Regions from separate parts of the Mus musculus genome. Here all the other regions are linked to region 1. The links are chromatin contacts, called in public promoter capture Hi-C maps. All regions are on one chromosome and are shown on one strand. Each heading gives the region's core, a stretch centred on a gene start, on an enhancer-like site or on the middle of the called end of the contact. The rest is flanking DNA. Distances are from core to core; before and after follow the strand shown.

Region 1 (2,529 bases), core at 20-2,519:
AAATTCGTTTGTAGCTACCGAAAAGCACCCTCGAGGGGCCTCCAAGTTGGTGCAAGACGGTAGCGGACCTCTAGATTTTAGGAAGGTGTTGAAAGGTGCCCCTCCCCCTTCATTCCGCTGAAGAGGAAAGCGCGACTTCAGAAGATGCGCGGGCTTGCGCTGGATCCTATTTTTCTAGTGCTCTCACCACCACCACCCCCCACCTCTCTCTCTCTCTCTCTCTCTCTCTCTCTCTCTCTCTCTCTCTCTCTCTCTCTCTCTCTCTCTCTCTCTCTCTCTCTCTGCGTTTGGAGTAGAATAGAAATCAAATTCAAGGACTGATCATTCTGCTACGTATGTCCAGGCTGTGCTGTCTTGAGTGATTCCCCAGGATTTCCCGTCCTGCCAGCATACCCTTTCTTCTACCCCCATTCCCTTGAGTAGCACCCCACCACCACCACCCCACCCCACACACCGGGTCTGCGAAGTGTAAATCAGCTCCCGGACCACTGCAGGTCTGAATTTCAAGATATCACCTAGAGTGAGTGAGTGTGTGTGTGTGTGTGTGTGTGTGTGTGTGTGTGTGTGTGTGTGAGTGTTGGGGGGGGGTAAGATCCTGCTTCTTCTAATTATCATTAGTCGTGATCTTAGAAGTGATGTGGACTTTGCAAAGAAGGAGCGTCGAATCGAAAGCAAAGGCACAGGTTTGGAGGAAGTGTTTTGATGCCCAGACAGCTGAGATTTACCACAGCTGCAAGTCTGTACACACACACACACACACACACACACACACACACACACACACACTCACATGCACTCCGGGCTAGGTAAGGCTACTCCAACCCTAGCTTGGCGCTCCAATCTCAAGCGCGTCACACTTGTCACAGCTGGGCCGCTCCCTTGGGGCTCTGGTCCACCTTCCAGATACTCGAGTTTGTGGACCCCCATCCCGGTTGCCCTCTCTCTGGCTGGCACTGGGGCAGGCAGGAGCTGGCTGTCCTGGGGACAACGCACTTACCCCCTTACTGCTGCCTCCCAGAGGACAGGACTTACCCATGGAATCGGGAAGGGACATGTCGCTGGACCGCTGCTGAGTCAGGGACTGATGCATGGTGAAAGCTGTCCAGTTGCCCCTGTCCCCGAAGCTGCTTCAAGAGCCCCTGGCTCAGGGCGCCCCGCAGAGCATCCTACTCTGCCGCTGCCTCTCTCGGTCTTCCCTAGCGCTGAGAGGGACTGACTGCCTCGGGTTGAGAGCTGCAGCCCAAGTGCCGCCTCCCCCTCCCTCCCCCTCTTCTCCCTCCCTCCTCTTCTGCCTCCCTCTGCTCCGGGAGGCAGCAGCATTGGCGTCCATGCAGCAGCGTGCGCTTGCGCAAGACCCCCCCTTTCTTCCTCCCCCCTCGGCCTCCCCATCCTAGTTATCCACCTCCCAGCCTGCCAGACAGGGAGACCGTTTCGCCCCTTGGGGCCAAAGCTGCGCAGAGAGAAAAAGGAGGCTTCAGCCTGAGGCCAAGGGGCCTTCTCCCAGTTTGAACAGAAGGTCTTGGGCGATCATCTTTTCTTTTACAAGATTCATAATTGGGGAGGGGGACAGAGTTAGAGGTTCGGAGCTGGAGAATGCACACAGTGACACAGACAGACAGGCACACACACACACACACACACACACACACACACACACACACACTTGTTCAGGTCTGATCTTACAGCTTCCAGAATAACATAATGGAGCTGGAGACAGTCCAGAAAAGGGCCACTCTATAATCAAAAGGATGGTAGTGGTTGGAGGGGGGGCAGAATGCCTTATGAAGATAGATTAAACAAATGCGCACTCTTTAGTCTAGAACGATGAAGGCTGAGAAGGGATGTGACCGGAGTGTATAAAATTATACAGTTAGAGACAGAGAACACAGCCTTATTCATCACAACTGATAATTTGAAAAGCAACAACCCCCCCCAAGAGTTATAAGGAGGTTCAGCTAAAGAAAACATGACACTCTATCAGTACCCCAGTTTGTATTTTTGTTCCAGGAGATTTTATATCAAGATAGGCTTTTTTAGACCATAGCAGCCGTGTAAGGGAGAAAAAGGAATGATCCATAGACCCATTTTGCAGATGAAGAAACTGAGTATCAGTTGAAACTCTCCATGCCTTTGCAGCTACTAAATTACAGAGGTGAGATGCAAACCTGGATATCAAATGCTCTTGCTAAGGAGGCAGGCTCTGTGGCCCTGCTTGCACAACTCCTAATTTAGGTTGTGAAGGCCTAGCCTTTAAGGGCTGAGACATCTCTCCAGCCCTGCTTCCACAACTCAATCCAAGCTAAGTGTAAAATTGTCCAGACAGGCTAGGGGGAGGGGGTCAATATACAAAGCATCTGTTTGGCAAGCCCGAGGTCTGAGTCCCATGCCCCTGCACCCAAGTGAAAAATCAGGTGCAACAGCACTTATTTGTAATCCCAGCCTTGGGGAGGCAAACACAGGAGGATTCCCCAGGGGTGCTGGCCAGTTCCAGGTCCAATGCGGAGATGCTGTCTCACAAAATAAGGTGGA
Region 2 (2,529 bases), core at 8-2,507, 380 kb after region 1:
AGGCTATCAGTGGTAGAAGTGACCTATAAACGCGACATGTGGATCTAGTAAACATAATTGATGCTTGCACCAAATTTTCCCATAATGCTACAAGGATACTACACTGACCCTGTCTCCCCCCTTCCTGTCCCCTTTTCTAAGATGTGAGATAGGGTTTCACTATGTATCTCCAGCTGATCTTGAACTTGTGATCCTCTCGTTTCATTTGTCCATGTGCTGGTATTACTTGTGTGTGGCAACACTTCTGGCTCCTATTGTTTTCTTATAAAAGAAATGAACTTTGACTTTTACCACAAAGACAGCTGTTTGAAGGACAGGTGCAGTTTCTAAGAGTGTGTGGGGAAGTGGGTGGGGGAAGGCAAGATGGTAGTTTCCCTCTGTAATCCAGAGAACTTGGTCAATAAACACTTCCCATAGGAAAGGAGAAAGAACAGAAAAGCTATGCCTCAAAACAGCATTGTAAAGTTCACCTTTATATTACTTGTTATAATTGCAGTTCTTATCACATGATCATTATTTCTGGCCAATACTCAACAATCCAGACAAGTACCTTCATATGATTTTGTGTCAAAAATTTCCAGAATTTTTCCTCCTAACGGCAAAAATACTATTAAAACTCAAAACGTCTACTAATTCTACACAAAATTATTTGTACAAATTATCCTAACATTTTTTTTTCTCCGCTGAGGAATTAAAAAAAAAAAAGTAACACCAACAATCCGCACGATGGGATATTTTTGTACAGAGGAGGGAACTTAAAACGCACACACAAGAGAAAGCAGAAAGTATGTTTTTGCGACAAACTTTCTTTCTTTTTCTGTTTTTAGAAGGAGAAAGTGGATGGAGATCAAAATGGAGACTGGGTACCAGGATGGATATCAGTGTCCCACTGAAGGGCCAAGGGAGAAGCTCTCGGAAGGCTGCTTTCCCCACTCCCGCTGGGTCCTCCCGCCGCACCTGCCAAGGCATCCCTAGTGGAGCATGCTGGGAACGGGCTAGGGCCCAGGCTAGGGCCCTGGCCTTCCCAGGGGAGGGAGGGAAGCAGTAGCTCTGGGTTGTGCTTGAAGTGGGGGCCGAGGTTTTGGCACTCACCGCATCTAGAACGGCTCCAGGGCAGGAAAGCGCTGCCTCACGAGGCTTGGACGTGAGAGGTCCAAGGCCCACTCTGTTACGCTCGGAACCAGGCTGCTCTAGACGCAGGCGGTATCCTCTCGTTGGTGTCATTAATGACGGAGCAACAGAGGAAGCTGACGAGGGTGGGGGCGGGGCGGGGCGGGGTGGGGCGGGGCGAGAGCTGGGAACGGCGTGGGGGGCGGGCTCCGTGAGACTCGGAAAGGGCCCGCCCCGACATGCTCAGCTGTACCCAATGGGATGCCCCGAGGGGCGTGCGTGTTTTAAGGCCCGCCCACGCTCCCTTCCTCGGTCTGCCTACGGGCGTGGAAACTGCCGGAGTGCGGAAGAGAGCTGCTGCTTACCTGATGTAGATTTCTAGATCATTCCTCTAACCTACTCTAATGTGTTGGTACCCTTGTGGTGACAAGAAGGTAATTCCTCCCAGTATTCCTGGCCTGGAACCAAAATGCAAGTCATTGAAATTGTCATCGCTTTGGGGAGCAAGAATTGGCTGTGGTTACACGGGTGGTAGGTTTCGAAGCCACATAGCCTAGAAGTGATCCTTCAGCCAAGTGCTTTGCTATCCTGGAGAAGTGACTTCATTTTCACGCTGCCTCTGTTCCTTCCTTTGTTGTGTTTGGAAAATATCTCACAGGTTATCAGTTAGTGTACATAACTCCCCTAGCAAAAGGTGAAGTGTAAAGTAAGCATTCAGTAAATGTTGGTTCTGTGTATTCCACCCTGTATTGCTAGCAGATAGTGCCAGGATGCAATAAGCAAATATTTGAGGAGTTAATGAGTGTTAGAAATACAGATGGAGAACCAAGCCCAGTACAGGATAAGGGGTGCTTTCAAAGGGCTAGCCAATAAGTCAAATGCAGAGTTGAGTGTAGACTCCAGGTCAAAGTAGGACTACAGAACCCCCCAATAAATACCTAGTCTCATTTTTTTTGTTTGTTTTGTTTTTTGTTTTTTCGAGACAGGATTTCTCTGTATAGCCCTGGCTGTCCTGGAACTCACATTATTATTATTATTATTAACAGAAATTATTATTCTGTAGACCAGGCTGGCCTCAAACTCGGAAATCCACCTGCCTCTGCCTCCAAAGTGCTGGGGTTAAAGGCATGCACCACCACTAGCCGGCATACCTAGTCTCTTGAAGTGCTCTTTTGTAGCTGGTGCTATTCGGTCACACTTGTAATGCCAACACTAGGGAGGCCAAGGTAGAAGGACTAGCAGTTAAAGGCCAGCCTTATAGCTATTCAAAAGGTTCTGTCACTAGATTTGGTTCGGGGAACACCGAGAAGTGACTTGGGCCTGAATTCCTGGAAACTCATACATTTGAGTGGTGACTGGCAATGCCTTAAGTACAATGGAAAGTTCAGGAAGTCTTGTAATGACATCTAGATTGCAAGA
Region 3 (2,529 bases), core at 22-2,521, 310 kb before region 1:
TGCACAACAACCCACCCAGATCTCCTTCCACAGAGGGTGATAAAAGAAAAACACACATTTTCTATGCAAAGGTGCCTTAAGAACATTATTTGGCCTTGGGAAAGCAGAAATTCTGCTCCATGCTTGAGCATCACGATGGACCTTGAGGACATTAGCCTAAGTGAAACATAATCAAAAGCCAAGAAAAGGGTAGATTATGGGTCAAACATCTCTTTAAGTGGTCCCTCATGTGAAGTATCCAAATAAGTCAGATTTAGAGAATGAAATTTTAGAATAGAGGTAGTTGGGGATCAGGGGAAGAAATGGAAGATATTTAAAGGGGACACAGGATTTTGGTTTGTCAACACAAGGAGTTTTCTGATTTCCCAAAGCAACTTGAAAATACTCCATGATGCTGAATTCAGAATTAGAAACATTTAGACCAAGAGTGTTAGGTTTTTATGTTTTAGGACTATTCTAAAGTTAAAGCAAACAAAGCAAGTGACCAATGATCATTTTGTAAACTTGCTTTACACACAAAAATGCTTTTTACACAAAAAAATCTTTGACTTTGGTTCCCACAAGGTATCCTGCCCACTCCCACCAGTAGGGAAGAGAGTCAAGACCAGCAGGCACAACTGAAATTTCAGCTGCTTGAGGAGGCTGAGGCAGAAGCATCAGCCATTTAAAAACTGGCTGGGCTAGAGTACAGTTCAGGCAGCATACATCGCTCATGTACAGAACCTGTCTGTGGCTGGAGCTCTAGGTTTGGTCTTTAGGACACAAATAAAATAACTAAGGAGAGTCAGGAAGGAGGAACAGAACCTAAAGCCCTAAAAGAGCTGCTAAGTAAGTCACATACATACCTTTGGAGTGTATCGGGGCATTGAGTTTCTTCAAAAATTCTGTCTAGTTCAAGTAGTTGTTCAGGAGTGAACTTGTACTGCTTTCGGCAATACTTGGTTGGCTTTCGAAAAACAGGCTCCTCCTCCTCCTCTTCTTGTGCAGGCTCAAGGGGTTTCCTACAGGTGTCGCTCTTCATTGGACGGTTGTAGTTGTGGTCCAACACAGCGTTTATGTAGCTCAGTCCCTTCAGGATTCCTACAACTTCTTCAGTGTGGCTATCATCTGTTGTTGCTAACCTCCGTTGCTGGATTTCAGATGCTACTTCTTCTTCATAAAAGTCCACACCGTACTTGTCAACATCGAAGTAGTATTTCTTATATGCCATGGGTGGAGCTCTGCCGAAGTCACTGGACCCTGGAGTTCAGGAGGCTTTGAGTCTCCGAGTGTGGAAGTAAGCCGTTTCGAATGTTCTAAGCAATGGCGTGCTAGATTATTTAACGTAACTCATTGGCTCTAGGCTAACGGCTGGGGGTGGAGCTCCGCGTTGGCGGGAAGAAAAGAGTGAGGTGTGGCAAATGGGCAGCTTGGAGCAGAATGGTACCTTTTGGACACATTTGAGCTACAAGTTGTACCTGAGCAGTTCCTTGGTCTCCAGATCTGATGAGGGTAGAAAGCTTGACGCGAAAGCTTACTTGCTAGTGAGTCCGGTTGTCCCCATGGTCATCTTGAAAAATCTAACTTTGAAAAGATTAAAATTATTGTATTTTTATTTCTGTGTGTATGTGTGTGTGTGTGTCTGTATGACATGTGGAGGTCAGAGGACAATTTGGATGAATCTGTTTTCTCCCTCTACCACGTGGGTCCCAGGGATTAAACTCAGGTTGTCAGGCTCAGTCACAAGCACTTTTTACCCATCCAGCTTTCCCACTGGGCCAGCATTTTCATTTTTCGAATCTTCTCCAGAATCCATATGTAACATTTTACCCAGCGGTGATGGCAATCCAAAATGCACAAAATGCAGACACTGCACGGAGCCCAGCCTTCAAAATTCAGAGCTCACTAGAATCCTCCTCCTCCTGTTTTTTGGTTTTTGGTTTTTTTTTAGTGCTGGAGTTCAGCACATGCTCAGCAAACCCTCTACCACCAATCTACAAATATAGAACCCTTCAGACTCATGTTAAAGACGTGCACACAATAAAAGACCTTGTGTCCGAGAGCACTTGCCTGGCGTGGTTGAGAGGACTTTGTGATTGAATTCGAACATTGCAACAAAAAATGTATAACTCTACATAAAAGATACTTTTTGTTGTTGTTCTGAGTAGAAAAACCTAATCGGAGGGCTGTTCCTGCCAGGGCTGTTCTTGCCAGTCTGTTGATTTTTGACTCCTCCTTCTGCTCCTCCAGGACCAATCCCCAGTCTCATCCCCAGCTATGTGGCAGAGAACACCTGCTGCTGTCTCCCTTCCTCTCTGACCCCATCCTGAGTGGAGCACAAAGATCACCTCCAACCTCCACGCTCCCCTCCCCGCAACTCATCCCATTATCCCAGCCTCTAGCACCCACGGGCCTTCCCTGGGAACACACCAGCTGAGGAGGCCAGGGAAAAAGGGCCACAAAAAAATTTCCTGCCTGCCAGCACACTTTTCTAAAGTCCAGGGAAGGAGCACAAGTGAAGGAACAAAACAGTCACCCACCAGACACAAA

What was found. Promoter capture Hi-C pulls out the DNA fragments that hold promoters and counts their contacts.
Region 2: a contact with region 1 is called in a promoter capture Hi-C map of pre-B cells. The contact joins the promoter of C1galt1c1 here to the promoter of Tmem255a in region 1. A contact is called at or near these places in 9 of 39 promoter capture datasets (the 3T3-L1 cell line, the C10 cell line, cranial neural crest and 5 more), 1 of 484 Hi-C or Micro-C datasets (embryonic stem cells) and 3 of 115 datasets of contacts at active chromatin or transcription factors (the 230-238 cell line, astrocytes and embryonic stem cells).
Region 3: a promoter capture Hi-C map of stem cell-derived epiblast-like cells shows a contact between it and region 1, with 5 times the contacts expected there. The contact joins the promoter of Rhox11-ps2 here to the promoter of Tmem255a in region 1. A contact is called at or near these places in 1 of 39 promoter capture datasets (stem cell-derived epiblast-like cells) and 1 of 9 other capture datasets (pancreatic islet).

Annotation. Positions count from the first base shown.
Region 1 is chrX:38,251,212-38,253,740 of GRCm38.p6, forward strand. It overlaps Tmem255a (transmembrane protein 255A), which reads right to left and starts at 1,270. Exons shown (of 10, transcript NM_172930.4): 1 at 1,033-1,270. The coding sequence starts at 1,090.
Region 2 is chrX:38,633,886-38,636,414 of GRCm38.p6, forward strand. It overlaps C1galt1c1 (C1GALT1-specific chaperone 1), which reads right to left and starts at 1,258. Exons shown (of 2, transcript NM_021550.3): 1 at 1,093-1,258. It overlaps Gm52440 (a long non-coding RNA gene), which reads left to right and starts at 1,403. Exons shown (of 2, transcript XR_003953098.1): 1 at 1,403-1,544.
Region 3 is chrX:37,944,393-37,946,921 of GRCm38.p6, forward strand. Rhox11-ps2 (reproductive homeobox 11, pseudogene 2) reads right to left here and starts at 1,272. Exons shown (of 3, transcript NR_164362.1): 1 at 846-1,272.